2 separate regions of the Anser cygnoides genome follow, and region 1 is linked to region 2. A link is a contact called in public Hi-C data. All regions are on one chromosome and are shown on one strand. Each heading gives the region's core, a stretch centred on a gene start, on an enhancer-like site or on the middle of the called end of the contact. The rest is flanking DNA. Distances are from core to core; before and after follow the strand shown.

The links. Hi-C and Micro-C count contacts between places; a contact is called where the count stands out from the background.
Region 1: a Hi-C map of liver shows a contact between it and region 2, with 2.5 times the contacts expected there. The contact joins two enhancer-like sites. A contact is called at or near these places in 2 of 7 Hi-C or Micro-C datasets (both in liver).

The regions. Positions count from the first base shown.
Region 1 is chr5:14,229,968-14,234,984 of Taihu_goose_T2T_genome, reverse strand. No RefSeq gene overlaps it. Among named protein-coding and RNA genes, the nearest start is that of C5H11orf96, 28 kb to the left of the region's middle. Within about 2 kb of position 2,269, at least 1 of the 3 cell types and tissues checked has open chromatin away from gene starts, as enhancers often do. A contact at or near this core is called in liver, where this site is marked.
Region 2 is chr5:13,923,654-13,928,317 of Taihu_goose_T2T_genome, reverse strand. The region is part of intron 1 of CD82 (CD82 molecule); the gene reads left to right. Among named protein-coding and RNA genes, the nearest start is that of CD82, 12 kb to the left of the region's middle. Within about 2 kb of position 2,742, at least 2 of the 3 cell types and tissues checked have open chromatin away from gene starts, as enhancers often do. A contact at or near this core is called in liver, where this site is marked.

The DNA of each region.
Region 1 (5,017 bases), core at 1,020-3,519, 310 kb before region 2:
TGTGGGCCCGCACCTTTATGCCGCTCTCATTTACGCTTTCATTTCAGCACTGCAAGGTGTTGCATCAGTAAGAGGGCAAGCCCCAGGCTGCTTTTCATTTTCTGCTGTTTGGAGCTAATTATCCAGGAGCTGGAGAAGTAATTGACTGAGGTGTAACCAGGCCCCACGGTTCAAATGCCCGCGGGGTGAGGTGGAAGAGGTGCAGGCCGTGGGGAGCCCCAAGGGCACCTGGCATTGCCACGCACCTTGTGGGAGCGCTGGCACCCCCAGCGTCCCCCAGTCCTGGCAGAGGCAGGCCGGCTGTGTGTGTGAGGAGCTCGGGCGGTGGCTGAGGCAGGGAGGAAGAGCTGTGGGGCTGCAGGTGGGGAGGGAGGCACTGGGTGGTTCGTGGAGACCCTATGGAGCCCTAGAAAGCACTCAGCGTGGTGCTCCCTGCGACTCTCACAGCAGGACTACGTGCGGCAGGGAATTAAAGCATGCATCCCCCTGGGGCAGATGTGAAGCCACCAGAAATGATCTGTAGGCCCGCATGAAAGCTACCTGGCAGCATTTAGTCCCTGCAGAGGCAGGCGTTGTGTCAAAACCCTGGGGCAGAGGACTGCCCTGTGCTGCACCTCCCCATGGAGCTGCCTTGCCTGCCCCGCATGTGCGCGCTGCTGAGCACGGGCTGTGTGACATGGGCACGTCCACGGCTCCTCGGGGGGCTGTGCAGAGAGCCCAGCCTCGTGCTCGGGGGCATGGAGATCCACCTGGTAGGGGACCCTTAAAGTGTGCCCCCTGCTCCTTCAGGCCCACCATCAAGCAGCACTGACCTCCTGCAATGCCCAGAGGAGTCTCTTGGGCTTTGCTCTTTCCACACACAGAGACACCTTGGTTACAGGCTTGCAGCCTGCTGTGGTTCACGGCATGCATCAGCCTGTTATTGTTGTGACACTGCTCATGTATTTCTTCCTCTCACCCACAGCCTTTCCGAGGGGAAGCTGTGATAATGACAGGACTTCTCGTTCTTTGTCACAGAAATCGGGTATAATTGCCCCATTTCAGCTGCTTTAAGAGGTGCAGCGAGGGAACAGGCTGGATTCTTGCTTCAGACATCAGTCATCTGAAGCATTTGGTAGATGGCACATCAGGGCTGGGAAATGACTCAACTGTCTTTGTTAAAAGCAATCTCTGGGCTCAGGGAATAAAATCAGAGGGAGAGAGCTGAGGGGGGCGGAGAGGGGCCTCGGCAGCAGACACACGCTGCCTGCTCTCCCCAGAGCTGCCTCTGAATCATCCCCGCAGCCACGAAGCCGTTCGCCAGCCCGGCCTTGCAGCCACGTCCATGCTGCCGGGGAGCCATTTCCCCTTGCATGGTCTGGTTGAACTTGCACCTTGTGCTCAGCCAACGCAGTGCATATCTGGCTTTGGCAGGGGAATCGGGGTGGCCTTCGGGTGAGGGCCAGGAGTTTCTCCCTGCTCGTGCACCGCTGAGCCACCTGGCCTGGCTTTTGCGGGTGCCACCTTGTGCCCCTGTCGCAACACAGGTAGCATCCAGCCAGAGATAATCCCCGCCGCAGGCCCTTTCTCCTCCTGGCTGGGCTCACAGAAACCTCACTGAGTTGGTCTTGCTTGGCTTGTGAGTATTTGTGACAAAGTGCTGATGGCAAAACAGGCTGCTTCTCAGTGGGCGTAGCAGGGATTGGCTTTGTTTGTTTTTCCTGCTGCCAAGGCCTTGCTTATCTAACCTCCGTTTCAGTCCTGTTCTGCGTGGAAATGTTTTTATTTATGCAGCTGGGACAGAGGCCCTTTCTCTTTTAACTCATCCAAGTTTGAACTTGTGGAAGAGAAAATCTCTCATGGCAGCCGTCTTCCTTCTGTTGAATGAAATGTGCCTGAAACGGGGATCGCACCGATGTGTGCAGGTAAAGCCTGCTCCTCCCCGTTCAGCAACACACCATGGTGACGTCTTCAGTGCATTTACACGTCCACTTGGACACATCTGGTGCAGCTATCACAGGCCGTCCTGGTCCCAGAGTCACCCCCAGGTCAGTAAGCTCCAGAGGCTGCAAGCCTGATGCAAGCCAATAATCCCTGCTCCACAGCACGCTCGGAGGTGTCGGTGTCACCGCATCTGGAGGACAAGATCTCCCTGATGTGACCTCAGGCTTGGTCTGGAGGCCATCTCCTGAGGTGCCACGTGCTCGGGCATGGCTTTTAGGCTGCTCTGCAGTCAGGCTGGGGGCTGTCTGTGAGGGTCATGGAGCAGGCTGTGCTCGTAGCTGCTCTCGTGCCATGGGAAGATGCAGCCCTGGATTTGGGAGGCCCTACCACATTGTCCTGCTGCTTCTGCCTGTACTCCGAGCACCAGCATCCCTGACTGCCAGCAGTGATTTGGCAATGACTGTTGTGACAGCAGGGGCCTGACTGCGTTTGCCCATTGACGTGACCCCTTTGATCGTGGGAACCACGGAGCCTGTTTTTTCTAAGCGAGCAGAGAATTCGGTCGTTGCTGAGCACATTCTGCCTCTTAGGATGCCTACTGCAGCTGAGAGCTCGATGGCCCTGGTACTGCGGCTGTACCAAGCACTGTGTGTTCCTAGACAGTACTGTAAAAGGATGCAGAAATGAGGCTTCTTACGCGCTGCTTCCTTTTATAGCCTCTCAGTGCACTAGTTTGTGTTTTTGTTTAAATGCTCCAGGCTCTGGGCTTTGCTTTGTTCAGCACAATCTGTTCAACACAAAGGAAAATAAGTCGTTAGTGGTTAATTGGAACGTGTTTTTCTTAGCTGTCCTGTGCTTTCATGGACTGTCCAGGTGCCTGTTTCCGAAATAAAGCTGCTCTCTGTTGCTCCCCTCTGAAAAGCACCTACCTATGCTAGGTCACGGCTCCACAGTAATTAATGAAGAGCTGCAGAGCTGGCCGGTGCTGTCTATGTGGTGTGGCAGTGTGTTTCTAAATACCATGACAAATCGGTTAAGGAAGCACGCGTGCACAATTTGCTGCAGCTGATGCTGCTGGTGACAGAATTAGACTGTCCATCTGCATGCTCAAAGGCTCTGCATTGATAACATCCTAATGACAGTTCTCATGTAGTTTGTATGAAGAGAAATTATAATTTTGGGAGCAAGCAGAATTGAATAGAGCTTGTTAGGGATGTTTCAGCAAAGATGATGCAGTTAGAAAACGTGTATGTTGTGAAGCAGAAACGTTTCATGGAAATATGTAGTTTGACTACCTTTAATTGTCAGTCTTCTGCTGGGCGGCTTGTCAGCTGTATCATGCATGCGACCTGGGTGCTGCACAGAAACACAGCTTCCAAGGTTTGCCCCTGAGTTACTGTCCTGTGGTCCTGGCATCTTCTGGCTGGCTGAGATGGGACTCCTCTTGTCCCGTGGAAGCTGGAAGCTTGGCTCCCGAGTGAAGTTGATGGGACTCTTAAGAAAATTCACTGTTGCTCACTCCCAGATAAATTTGCTGTCCCTATTCAGTGCTGAGCAGCTGTAATATCGGGGGAAAAAATGATAATTTTGTTCAACAGCTACCAACATCCTGAGCTACCTCTTATATTTTGGAAACACCACGCATCAGTGTTCCTGAAATTAAATTTCACAGATTTTCTTTTTCATAGGAAACTTGCAAAACTTTCTTATGCCTATTGGAAATTGCATTTCAAGCTACTGGAAACTTCTACAGAAGGGAATTCCATTGTTCAGCTAGCCTGAGATCTGACTCCCATCCCCTCGGTGCTGAGATTTTGAGCGGATGTGGCTGGAGCTGCTGGGACAACCACTCTGCTCCTAGATAGCAGTGGCTGCTATTGAAGAATAAATGACACTGCAATCTGAGCCTTGCTTGCACACAGGCCCAGGGGGCTCGTTCAGGGGAGACTAAGTGCAGAACAAGCTTGGCCATTTCTAAAACACTATGTAAAGAGACAGAAAATTGTTTTACAGGCTCTGATAAGATATTGCTATGTTCTGTCTCTACAGAATGAATCTCAGAAGGGACAAAAAATGTTAGCACTTCCTACATGCGGGAGATTTTACTTCCGTGAGAATTTGGTCACAGGTCTATTTAGTGCTTAAAAAAAAAAACCAACCACCCAAAAGAACCCAGACCTCTAGGAGAGTTTGTCTATTGACTAAAGAGATCCAATGACCCAGTTTTGTTTATTTTTTATCCTATTACAGAATAAAATCAAATCTGACTCTATCATGACTCTAAAGCCAGGGCATAGCTCCCACCTTCATGTCCAAGTTTCTTCACAGGATATTGAAATTATACAACTGTGGGTTGCTTTGTTTTTCTGTGCTACAGTTTTGTTGCCCATAAGTAAACAGAGAGCAAGGTCTTGATGAGGTGAATTCCAAGAACTGCAATCCTGTAAGAGAAATGCAAAACTCGCCCACAGCCATCAGTATTTACCTTCTAGATCAAATCGCAGGCAGCTGGGAGGAGAGTGCTAAGGATTAAAGTCCTGGCCTGGGGAAGGGTTCAAGCCGGCTGCTCTGCCACTGGTTTTATGTGCTTGTCAAGCAGTCGGTTCTTGGGTTGAAAGTGCAATAAATCCACCTGTTTTCTTGCTTGTACGGCTGGCAAAAGCAAGGTGTGGAGCTGGCTTTTCCTGGGGCTGTGCAAGAAATGATGGACTTGTTGGTCAAGGCTGGGAATAACGTGTCCTGCTTTGGCCATCCTGCTGCTGTCTGCTGGGCTTTGCACCTGGGGTGTTGTGGGGAAGCATTCATTGCCAAAAACTGCAGTATTTGTTTGCTTGAAATGCTTGATTGGTTCAGGTAAAAATAATTTATTTTAGGTAAAAATATTGTTTCAGCCATCTATGACTGAAGTGCATACTGACTTATTTGTTGATGTCTCTGTAACAAAATGTTTCAGATTTAGGTTGGGACCCTAAGAACTGGCTGCCTGTTACTTTCGGGGTGTCTTATCCACTCCCTGGGCAGAAGACCCTTGCCCAAACCTCCCCCTGCAAGGGCTGATGTCTGTGTGCTCCGTCCCCTTGGCTGCTGTGCTCTG
Region 2 (4,664 bases), core at 1,493-3,992:
CTGTTTTTTTCACTGTGCTGCGCGCTGTTTGTAGTCACTGTGGAGACCTCCTCCTGGCCTCTACCTGCAGTGCTTGCTGTACAAACAACAATCTGGTACGCAGTAAGCAGGAAGCAAAAAAAAAAAGAAAAAAAATTCCACTGAACTACTTTTGGCTTTTTCTACTGTCTGCTATTTCTGGTAAGTTTTGTGTTGTTTTTTTTTTGAGGGGGGGTTGGCAGGGGAAGAACCAAAAGAGTTCTGGGATAGGTTGTACGTTTTTTCCCCTTTTTTTGGCAGACCAGTATCTTTGGTCTTGCTGAATGGAAAGATTTGCTTAAATTGGAGAAATGGAGTGTCCTGCAAATATTGTCATGCTGTGTGAGCATGACTGTATAGACTGAAAATAGCAAAGAACTTTCCCCATTTCCAAGTTGTAGGGACTGAAGACGTACTTAAATGTTGGCTTTCAAACGGAAGTGCGAAGTCCAGATGTCCTTAAAATCTGACTGCATCCCTTGCAAACATGCAGAGATGTAAATGGGTGCTTCTAAAACCTGCTTTGCTCTTTGATACCAAAATGTGGGTTAGTTTCTTTTTAGTATGTGACAGTAGTTTATAAATATCTAATCACTTCCTCTCATGCATCAGAAGTGTATTTCTAAAATACGTATTTCCGTTTTCCAAAATGCACAATGTGTTTGCTGTTGCAAAACGTGCTGAAAAACCTTCGTGATTATTGACAGTCCTGAGGGTGCTTTCTAATCTAGGATCTCACAGGATGATACTGTCAGATTATTGAACATAACAGTGTAGTAACTCCAGAAATGAAGCAGAAAAAGCTTCATGTCTTATCTGGTACACTGGGGGAAAAATCTAGTTCAGCAGTGTAAGTTGATAAAAGTTGATTCCTGAGAAATCTGGCCTTTGAGTGACATTGCCAACTCTTCTTGCTCCAGTCTGTCCCCCTCTTACTCTGGGGTTAGCAAGCATGCAAGGACTGCGTGCATGCCTGAGCCTCTGACGACGTGCAAAGGTCTTGCTCGTGTTGTGAGGCAGGTACGGTGACACCCTGCTCAGCGAGCGCTAGCGAGATCAAAGTCTGCTGGCTGCAGCAGTTACAGGCTGATACAGCTACGCTGCTATCTCCCCGTGCTGAGCCCTCATCACAATTTCCTCTAGCTTTAAAGGCAATCGTTTCCACTTCAGAAGCGACTAGCTCTAGAGTAGATGTAATGACAGAGTTTCTTCCGCATAACTTTTTTCCCCCTCCTGTTTCCAAAGCTTGTATTACTCAGAAATACAGGTTTTTTGCTTTGCCCTGATGCTTTTATTAGAAACTGTAACTGACACGGTGACATTACCACGTGCATAGATCTGCACCCACAAAAGTGGCCTGTTTGAGGTGGCAACCTTAATTAGCAGCCGTAATTTTTAGAGTCCAGCTTCTCCCTCAAACCTTTCTGCTGGAACTCAAGAAGAGACACCTCTTGGAAAATCTGCACCGTGAACATGATCATGTTTACGCTTTCAAGGTCACTACACTGCTGGTATTATCTCAGTGAGCCTGAAGAAAAGTTCATTGAATTCAGACCCGGATATTTTATTGGCTCAGCAGTTATTTGCTCACGGGAGACAAGCTGTACTTCCCAGGTGTGCTAAAAGTCCAAGACCTTTGAGTTTTAATGTCAACGAGATGAACTCCATTGTATATTCTTTGTATGTTACCGGAACCGTGCCCTCGGGGCAATGTTGTACCTGGTTACTGAGAGGCTTAGCAACTCATTGTTCATTAACCCGTCTGTTGTGTGAAGCTGTCAGGGCTCTCCTGCCAGTGACCAGGAGCCCTTCTGACTGCCAAGAGCTCATTCCTTACCTTGGTGGCTAGACAAACGTTCCCAGCAGCTGGGATCAGTCGGGCGAGGGCTCAAAATCCAGCGGCGGGTGGGCTGTCTCCTCCCCTGCCGTGGCAGATCCTGGCCCCCAGGGGTGCCCCTCTCCAGGTCCCCTGGGAGCAGGGGCAGCCGTGTTGTGAGCAGCTCCTGATCCTGGCCGGCTTCTGTCCCCTGGTAGGCCACTGAGCTGGTTTCTGGGGTAGGGAATCCTGCAAAAAGATTTTGACCTCCCTCCTAACCTGGTAAAAGCTGGTAGCAGCATATCCTATGGGTCGTGCCTTTGTTTTGTGTCCCCTGGGGTGGTTAGAGCCTGAGAGGTGGTAGTGGGGGAGCAGCTGGCTGAAGTGCAAAGAAACAACCTGCAATTTCTTTGTGGTCATTCCCTTCTCTTAAGGGAGAGATTCGAGGGGAGAGGGACCAGCACCTTCCAGGCCAGGCACGTGCATTCAAACGTGAACCCTCTTCTGCCCGGCTTGGCGCGTCGGGGCTGACTGTGCTCTCTGGGAGCCTGCGGGAACTTTGGACTTGTTTGCAAATGTGCTGAGGTGATTTCCACAAGCTCATCTACTCTGGCTTGCGTTAGGGTTGTTCCCGCTTGTCTCCTCTTTCGCTACTCTGGTAAATGAGCCCCATGTTTGTGCTGCGCGGTAACTTGGCGGCTGAGGTGTCTGAGATGCCAGAACTCCTCAGGAAGCGACCCGCGCTGAGGAGCGAGGGTGGTGCCGCAGTCGGGAGCTGTGCTCTCACGGCAGGGCCGCATGGCGCAGGCACGTACCGCGCTGCCCCCAGCCAAGTATCGCAGACTTCAGCGGGCACCACGCACGCGGCGCCGGCTAGGTAGAGGCTGCGCAGGATCTAGTTCACGACAGCAGCGCTGCAGTTGGAGCAGCTCAGCCTCTCTGCACCTCCACTAATGTGGTTATAACATCCGCATGCTCGCTCCCTCCTGCCTGGCCGCATGGTCGTGGGTGCTGCTCGCCACGGCCGCTTCCTGAGAGAAAGGGGCTGGGGGCGCCGCTCTGGGGGCTCCTCTCACAGAAGGAGCTGCTCCCCGAGCCCTGGTGGCACGCCTGTGCAGCTGCTGGCAAAGCCGGAGCCTGCCTGCCCCTCCTCACGGATCCTGGATTTCGTGCTCCACGTACCAGCTTCGCTGTCATCGTTCTCGCTGGGAGGATGACAGGCCTGAGAGCTGGAGGTGGCGAGGTGGCAGGATGCCATCTCTTGGTGCTGGTTAGCCTGTTCAGGCTCGTCTTGTGCCCCGCCTGTGGGAAACCCCAGGGGCCTGGGTCCCCTAATGCCTCCCTGCTGCTGTTAGCCCTCCCTCCACGTCCTGGGGCTGAAGCCTGGCTAAGACAGACCTAGGATTCGGCTACGCCAAAGCGAACCAGGTCATGTCAGCAACCAGGATTTTACTGCAGTAGTGCCTCAAAATGGTGAGCAGCTAGACGGGCATAAGCAGTCCTGAATACCTTTACAGGATGGGGCACGAGGCACCGAGAGAAACGCCACTGTGTAAGTTGACCGTATGGTCTGTTATGAAATCCTCTGCAGAGCTGCCGTCAGTCTAGAGAATGACATGGAAAGTTGGAGGCGTGTCAGCAGGATTGTTGAAAAGCCTGGGTGGGACCGCTTAGTAAAGAAAGGATGTAGTGAAAGCATGTACAAATTCAAATGGTTAAAGCAGTTGGGGTGGAGAGGAAAAGAAGGAAACAAACGACCGTGGACAAACAATTGAATTAAAAAGTTGCGGACGTTGTACATTAAACCTTTGCACGCCTTTCTGCAGGATGTTAAGGCTCAAAAGTTATCCAACTTCTAGAGGTGAATGGTCAGCTCTGACTGCCATAGTGCACGGACAGCTTTTTTTTTTTTTTTAGAGTTTTTTTTTTAAGGATAACAGAAGAATTGAAAAATGTAATATTTTGGTATGTGGAACCCTGAGGTATGCTGAAAGCTCAGAGAAAAAAAAAAACACTAAAAACCTGTTTTGCTTCTGGCTTGAACTGTCATTTGAATTATTTCTTTATGGCCAGAAGCTATGAAAGAGGTATATCTCCCTGTGGCGAGAGTGGTGCATAATGCTGCAATGCACATTTGGTTTTTGGGTTTTTAATAAAATATTAAAGCTAGCGTGCCTTACACAAATAGCTGGGAGTAGATGAGCCTTGAAAGCAAATCTTTTACTCTGTCACCTCAGGCATGGCTTCTTCCCCAGCAGCTCTTTTCAACTCGTATGACAATGTAATTATCTTAGATAACTATTGTAATGATCCTAATAGTTCTGGAAATCTGTTTTCCTGACTAATCAGAATAGCACGGGGCCGAGTAAGAAACAGCACGTGGCTACTCAGTTCTAGGAAGCAAATATACAACTGCTGGGAATTGCTCCTCCAGCTTGGAAATAAGGATTGTACCTAGGATGGGACATCTTATGGAAAGAAGGCCGATGGCTTGTGCAGGAGCCGTCTAGCTTATTTTGTGGCTGGGTTGAGGAGACGAAAAACTCTTGCATCCCCCACAACAGACATTCATCATCGCCTGGGGACCTGGCTGCCTAAATGTTCTGGTTGGATTGCCAGGCCCCAGTTTGAGATACTATTAAGAGAAGTGTTCATGGTGAAGCCAGAAAATAAGCCAGCTGGAAGGGGAAACTTGTCTTGCATATCCTCTCCAACTACAGTCTCAAGTGTTGGTCCCTGCCAGGATTCATGGCCTGAGAAACCATTCCTCCTCCTGCAGAGGGAAGGAGGGGAACACAGGCTGGAGGAAGCAATGTTCGTGCTGTCCCTG